Linked DNA regions of Sus scrofa: region 1 is linked to region 2. Evidence: chromatin contacts called from public HiChIP or PLAC-seq data. All regions are on one chromosome and are shown on one strand. The core of a region is the stretch at or near the end of the contact, and the rest is flanking DNA. Distances in the headings are between cores, read along the strand shown. Region 1 overlaps RNF150 (RING finger protein 150). Region 2 overlaps RNF150 (RING finger protein 150).

Evidence for each region. HiChIP or PLAC-seq counts read pairs in DNA pulled down with a chosen protein or histone mark.
Region 1: a contact with region 2 is called in an H3K27ac HiChIP or PLAC-seq map of skeletal muscle. The contact joins two enhancer-like sites. A contact is called at or near these places in 3 of 47 Hi-C or Micro-C datasets (embryonic fibroblasts, fetal heart ventricle and heart right ventricle) and 1 of 2 datasets of contacts at active chromatin or transcription factors (skeletal muscle).

The regions. Positions count from the first base shown.
Region 1 is chr8:86,267,245-86,270,651 of Sscrofa11.1, reverse strand. All of the region lies in intron 5 of RNF150 (RING finger protein 150), which reads right to left. Among named protein-coding and RNA genes, the nearest start is that of TBC1D9, 130 kb to the left of the region's middle. Within about 2 kb of position 2,016, at least 12 of the 83 cell types and tissues checked have an H3K27ac peak or open chromatin away from gene starts, as enhancers often do. A contact at or near this core is called in skeletal muscle, where this site is marked.
Region 2 is chr8:86,166,412-86,169,716 of Sscrofa11.1, reverse strand. All of the region lies in intron 1 of RNF150 (RING finger protein 150), which reads right to left. Among named protein-coding and RNA genes, the nearest start is that of RNF150, 80 kb to the right of the region's middle. Within about 2 kb of position 1,571, at least 11 of the 83 cell types and tissues checked have an H3K27ac peak or open chromatin away from gene starts, as enhancers often do. A contact at or near this core is called in skeletal muscle, where this site is marked.

The sequences.
Region 1 (3,407 bases), core at 767-3,266, 100 kb before region 2:
TAATCCTGACAGGCTGGAAATACAACAGAGGATTGACCAAAGCTCTTCTCCCTTATTCACTGAAGGGAAGCCAACATGTTGCAAAGAGTTCTTCGACGCCCTGACAAAAGATAATTGCCAACAACTGCAACATGGTGCTGAGACGATTATGAATAATGTAACATGCTCTCACATTTGGGGGCCAGTAAGGACAAATCCCGCTAAACTCGTTGCCACATGGATTGATTCTTGTTTTCTGTTGTCCTTGCATCTATATGTGTGAGTCCTTCCTCAATTAGCTGATGGGTTTGCCCGACCAGGAGATGGAAGGGGCTGTTCTGGGCTTTCTCTCTCACTTACTTGTGTAGGCTTTGTTAGACCCTGCACCCCACCACAGAGATCAGGATCCTGGGGTTTACCTTTTGGCACCAGTGCAAGCTGTTTCATTCCCCTTGATGAAACGGTTATCAAAGAACATGAGTCACGCAGGGACAGAAGAATCTCACTCTCCTAGGCAATGTGAATGGTTTAAACAAGATCTATTCGGTGCTTCTGTGGGGAGCTGAAATGCTTCTTCAGAGCCTCTGAATCTTTTTTGCAAAGCTGTCAATGAACTAAGAGTGAGTATTTAATGAAAGACACTAATAAATAAACAATATCTACTGGATATTGAATGCCAACTATGTACCAAGCATGTTACATACATTTAAAATTTTTTTTGTCTTTTTTTTTAAAGGGCCGCAGCCATGGCATATGGAGGTTCCCAGGCTAGGGGCTGAACCGGAGCTACAGCCGCTGGCCTACACTACAGCCACAGCAACCCCAGATTCGAGCAGTGTCTGCAACCTACACCATAGCTCATGGCAACGCTGGATCTTTAACCCACCTAGGGAAGCCAGGGATCGAACCTTCGTCCTCGTGGATGCTAGTCAGATCTGTTTCCACTGAGCCACGATGGGAACTCCCTATTGCTAATTTTTTAAAAATTGAATTAATTTTAAAAATTAAGGTATAGTTGATTTACAATGTTGTATTGATTTCTGCTGTACAGCAAAGTGATTCACTTATACATACATACATACACTCTCTTAAAAAATATTCTTTGCACTGTGATGTATCATAGGACATTGGATATAGTTCTCCTGTGCTCTACAGCAGGATCTTGTCTCTTGGAATGGGAGGCTGGGCTTAGCAGATGTAAGCTATTAAACACAGAGGGGATAAACAACAAGAGCCTATATATATATATATATTATTAATTCACAACAGCCATGTGAGGTAGACATTGTTATTTCCATTTTATGGAGGAGGAAGCTGAAGTTGGTTAAAGTAAACGACCCAAAGAGGTAGTCAATTGCAGAGCTAGGACTCAAACCCAATCTTACTGACGCTATTTGTACCCAAATCTATATGCCACCACCCTTCCTCCCACTGCTAAACTGTCACAAGCAAGGCAGGGGGAGTTAAAGGAATTCAGTTTTATTCTTTCCCAATGTATTTTTGTGCTCGAGCCTCAAGGGGGCAGTACCTTCATTACAGGGGTTCGGCGCTGAGCAAAACCAGAGCAAAAGTCATCAGCCTTAAGTGTATTTACTTGGCAACAGAAGAGAAAAGCTGTCAAATACTGGCCTCATCAGGCCTATGCTTGGCTCTCAGGCTGCTTACTTTATTTGGGAAGAAGGTAACACTGGCCTCTAAATGCTCTGTCCCCCCCATCCCTGCCCCACCAAGTCTGGTAAATGTTGGTTGGCAGCTGCACGATTTTCCACAAATTTTCTACTTTGTACCATGAAGTACTATAGAAAGAAATACACACACACACACACACACACACACACACACACACACACACACACACATACACACACACACACACGTTTTTAAAGCTCTTTCCAGACTGGTTTCTCTTTCTTGCCCCCGCTTTCTAAAATACTAATGTGGTATCACTCCCCAGATTTGAAGTGCTTCAGCTGCTCCCCACCGCCTACGGCACAAAGTCAAAATGTCTGAACACAGCACAGAAAGAAGGCTCACCCATCTGGCCCCCTCACATCTGCTCCACCCCCATGTTTATCCCACACTCTTGCCACAACTCTGGAATGCCCTTCTCACTTTTACAAAAGTTTTTGGTGTTGCAAATCTAGCTCATAATTCAAGTCACAGCTCAGATGTCCCTTCTCTTCCCCGAATATCCCCCCCCCCCTTTTTCAGACTTTGCCAAGGAGAGTCAGTTTCTTTTCCTTTTCTTCTCATTCTGTTTTCTCACATATGTGGCAGCAGCTGCGTATGCGTTCCAGTTTCAGAGTTTGAAGACTGCTCCTTAGCTTTGGCGTAATTTAACTTGCCTGTGGTTCAGTTTTCTATTCTATGTTTTATGACAATGTCTTTTAATTGACAAACTTCTGAAGTAATATTGCCTGCAATAACCCATCAGAGGGTTTTTATTACAAGGAAAGGACAAAGGACACAAAGAAGAACGAATGAAGCCCAGAGTTGGTTGAAGGAAAGAAATAACAAAGATTAGAACAGAAATAAATGAAATAGATGCTAAGAAGACAATGAGAAGATCAATGAAATGAAGATCTGGTTCTTTGAAAAGATAAACTAAATTTATAAGCCCTTCACTGGACTCACTAAGAAAAAAGAGAAAGGACCCAAATGCATAAAATCAGAAATGCAAAAGGAGGTACTAAAATTGATACCACAGAAGTACAAGTGATCTTGAGAGACTATTATAAAAAATTGTATGCCAACAAATTGGACAACCTAGAAGAAAGAGAGAAATTTCTAGAAACATACAACCTACCAAGACTGAATGTTATAAAACAGAAATTCTGAAAAGACTAATTACTACTAAAGAGATTGAATCTGTAATCAAAAACCTTCAACAAGTAAAAGTTCAGGACCAGACAAAGTTACTGAATTTTACAAATACTCAAAGAAGAACCAGTACCAACCCTTCTTAAATTCTTCCAAAAAGGTAAAAAAGATGAGGGAACTTGTCTAGACTCATTTTAAAATTACAAGGTAATTTTATCATTGTCCTGCTACCAAAACCAGACAAGGGCCTCACAAGAACGGAAAATTACAGGAGATCCCATTGTGGCTCGGTGGGTGGAGAACTCAACATGGTGTCTGCAAGGATGTGGGTTCAATCCCTGGCCTTGCTCAGTGGGTTAAGGATCTGGTGTTGTCACAAGCTGTGGTGTAGGTCACAGATGTAGCTCAGATCTGGCATTACTGTGGCTGTGGTGTATGCTGGAAGCTGCAGCTCTGATTCGACCCCTAGCCTGGGAACTTCCATTTGCTGCATGAGCAGCCATAAAAAGGAAACAAAAACAAAATAAAAAAGAAAAGAAAATTACAGGCTAATATCAGTGATAAACAGATGCAATAATCCTCAACAAAATGTTAGCAAACTGAATTTG
Region 2 (3,305 bases), core at 322-2,821:
TAAGTGCTTCTTCAGTGTTGGTTGTTTCAGATTCTCCCTGACCCTTCCAGGTTACCTTAACACAGATGCATGAGTATTGAGGGTAGGGAGATTATTTTATGGGCCTGAATTCAAGGTTGTGGTCCATGAAGCCTGAGTAGTATTTTTACTTCTGCATATCCACTGTAGGTTCTTTACATTATCTTTTTGAACCCTCATAACATCCTTGTGGGATACAGATTAGGTTTGAAGTCAATATGTTCTATTGAGATCTATCAAGATTTCCTTCTCTTCTTTATGGAAATTACACACTCATGTGCAAATTGACCCCGCATATTTTTCAAGGATACATACATAATTAAGGTGATACATCAAATATATCATAGAAGATGGCTTTCAGAAGGGGGAAAGAGTGCACATAACATAATATTAGTAGAATGACAGCAAAATACCTTATGAATGATTATGAAGGTCATCCCAATAGTATTCTCATTTTATCAGTAAGAAAATTGGCAGCTTTGAGAGGTTAAGAAACATGTTCAAGGGCATTGGCTGTTCAGGCATGTGCCAGAGAAATCAGGTGAGCACTGCAAAAATAATCTTTTCAATGCAACAAATGCTAAATTAAGCTCATCAAACCCTTCCTGGACCCTACTCCATTTAAAGTGCTCTGGTTTGGATTCTGGGTTTTAAATATGTGTACGTCAACGATTTGCCTTATTTCAAGCAATTATGCCAATGTAATGACCTATGAAGTTTACTGACCCATTTTTATTTACGTACACATCATCAATTACTATAATCACTCTTAGATAAATAATCCCAATAAAGGGTTCTTCTAATCCTTAAGTATAAATATCTTTACAATACATTTTATAAAAAATTGAAATTCAGATACAGCACATTTCTTGGTCAACGTCCTCTCATGGAAGGTTGAGTTGAAATAAATTATAAATGTAAAGGAGAAATGATTTTACAGGGAGTCCAAGAGTTCTCTTGTGGTGCAGTGGGTTAAGGATCTGGCACTGTCACTGCTATGGCATGGGTTTGATACCTAGAACTTTTAAATGCCACGGGTGTGGCCCTCCCAAAATAGGAAGAGCCAAAGAGAAGGGTCTAATTATATAGCAGGAGATACAGGAGACGAACAAAACTCAAAACACTTTAAAATTACAGAAATGCTGGAATTAATTACAGTTCTAAGATGGGACCTAGTACAACCGGCAAAAGATTATCAAATATCAACTTGGCCTGATTGCTAGTTGATAAAGTTTTGTCCCTCTCTCTTATAACTTTGGATGGGGCTAGGGGAGTTCTATTTCTATAAAGCTTCCAAATGTTGTTTCTTACCTAAATAGATCCTAACACTTGTCTTTAAATAGAACGCATTCTTTTCTGCTATTCACATTCATGGCTGGACTAGAGTCTATTCTTTGGTTGCCAAAGTTTGGGACAAGTTACATAAACTTGTTATTGAAGCATTCTAGGAAATACACAACCACAAGTCTGGGAGGAAGCTGCAGAGTAGATTTGCTTTCATAAAACTGTAATTTACTGACACCCACCGGGGCCAAAATTGAAGTTCACACTTCATGAGTCATTGGTTCCGTATCTTTGGAAGCATGGTGTATGAAGGATTCTTTTCAGATTGCTGACTGATTCCTAAGCTTCTGAACATCTGTGTTGCTCTGTTCTCATGACCATTTTTATTTTGTGTTTTTGCCAGCTGAAGATTAATTCAAATCAAAAGGCCATTCATCATGCTGAGTTTTCTCCACATTTATTCCACTGGTGAGATTACTGTAAGGGAGTATGGATTTGGGGACTCATAATTCCTGGGCCTGAGAACAAGGAGGTATGTTTGTGACTCCTACAAAGAGATATAAGGATAAAAGAAGGTATCTGACTTGTTTGACCTGGTTTGCAGTACACATTTGGATGCCATCATTTCTTTGCCTTTTAAATCTTAGCTTTTGCTCTAGACACCACCACCACCAACAAAAAAAAAGCTCCCTCTCCCCCTGTAGCTGGAACAACAACAACAGAAAAGCACTCAAATTCCATTTTAAAGTCCAGTCCAGACCTTCCCAGGTTCATGGGAGCACTGTGTGTGTGTGTGTGTGTGTGTGTGTGTGTGTGTGTGTGTGTTTCCCTGTTTTAATATTTCACAACTTGGCTACATCTGAAAAAAATTCAAAAAACATGTGGGGATTGGCTTTTAAAAGTTGCTAGTTTTTAACCTATGTTAAAATGCTATGACAGTATTCTGAGCTTGTCAAATGCCTTCAGCCTTTCCTGCTGAAGGAATTTTGACCTCTTCCTGCACCCCCACAGCTCTCCACTGTCAACAGGATTTTTATTTTAGCAGAGAAAGGCAGAGGCTGGCTCCGATCAAGGATCTGGGCTTGGTAACTCTGAGCACATTTCCAGAACTGATCAAAGACAGACGCACACAAAGATGGTGACTCATGGGATAAACTTTTCATCATAAATAAATAAGTTCCAGCAATATATCAGTGGATATCAGTCATAAATCATTTTACCTTGGAACCTTGGGAAAAAAAAAAAACAAAAAACAGAAAATGGGAGCCTAACAAAGAATCACATGTACAAGAAGATCTTCCAGGGATAAAGTCAAGGACAAGTAAGGCTGCTACAGACTGAATGACCCTGAAAAGGGCCCCATCTATCTTTGTTTCATAAAGGTACCTTGACTCTTTCCATCCCTCCTTCTGTTAAAACTGCATATTGTTGTTTTTTCACCAATGAATTTAACATATTCCATATTTCCACAGGATGTCATGTTTTCCTCTTGTCACTCAGAGGTGGTCAAAGCTGTCACCTGCAATGCCAAATTACCCAGGGAGCACCCTACCGGGGATGTACAGCCATTAACCAGAAGGGAAGTGAAGAGAACATGAGGATGCAATCTGAGAAATACAAGATATTGTGGAGAGGACCAGGAGAAATCCCAAACCAAGGAGAGTTGTCACCTCCCTTCTGTAAGGTCTTCAAAGACCAAGATCTACTCTGTAGCCTACCTTCACTTCCATGGGCTCATTCATTCATGTCGTATAAAGTCATATCTTACACTCCATGGAAAACCAAGTCTTGAATGGAACCGGTGAAATTCTGCTTTCTGTAACACAGCATCACTTGGCTGGGAATGTGTGGGGAAGACGTGGCAGGGTAATTCACAGCAACAGCTACCCAGGCAGCTAGAAGAAGCTACTGGAAATACAATGAAGGGCAAGGTCTCCATTCAGCTATGTTCTGGCGGAATGTCACAGATATAATTTTTTTATTTTTTTATTTTTGTCTTTTTG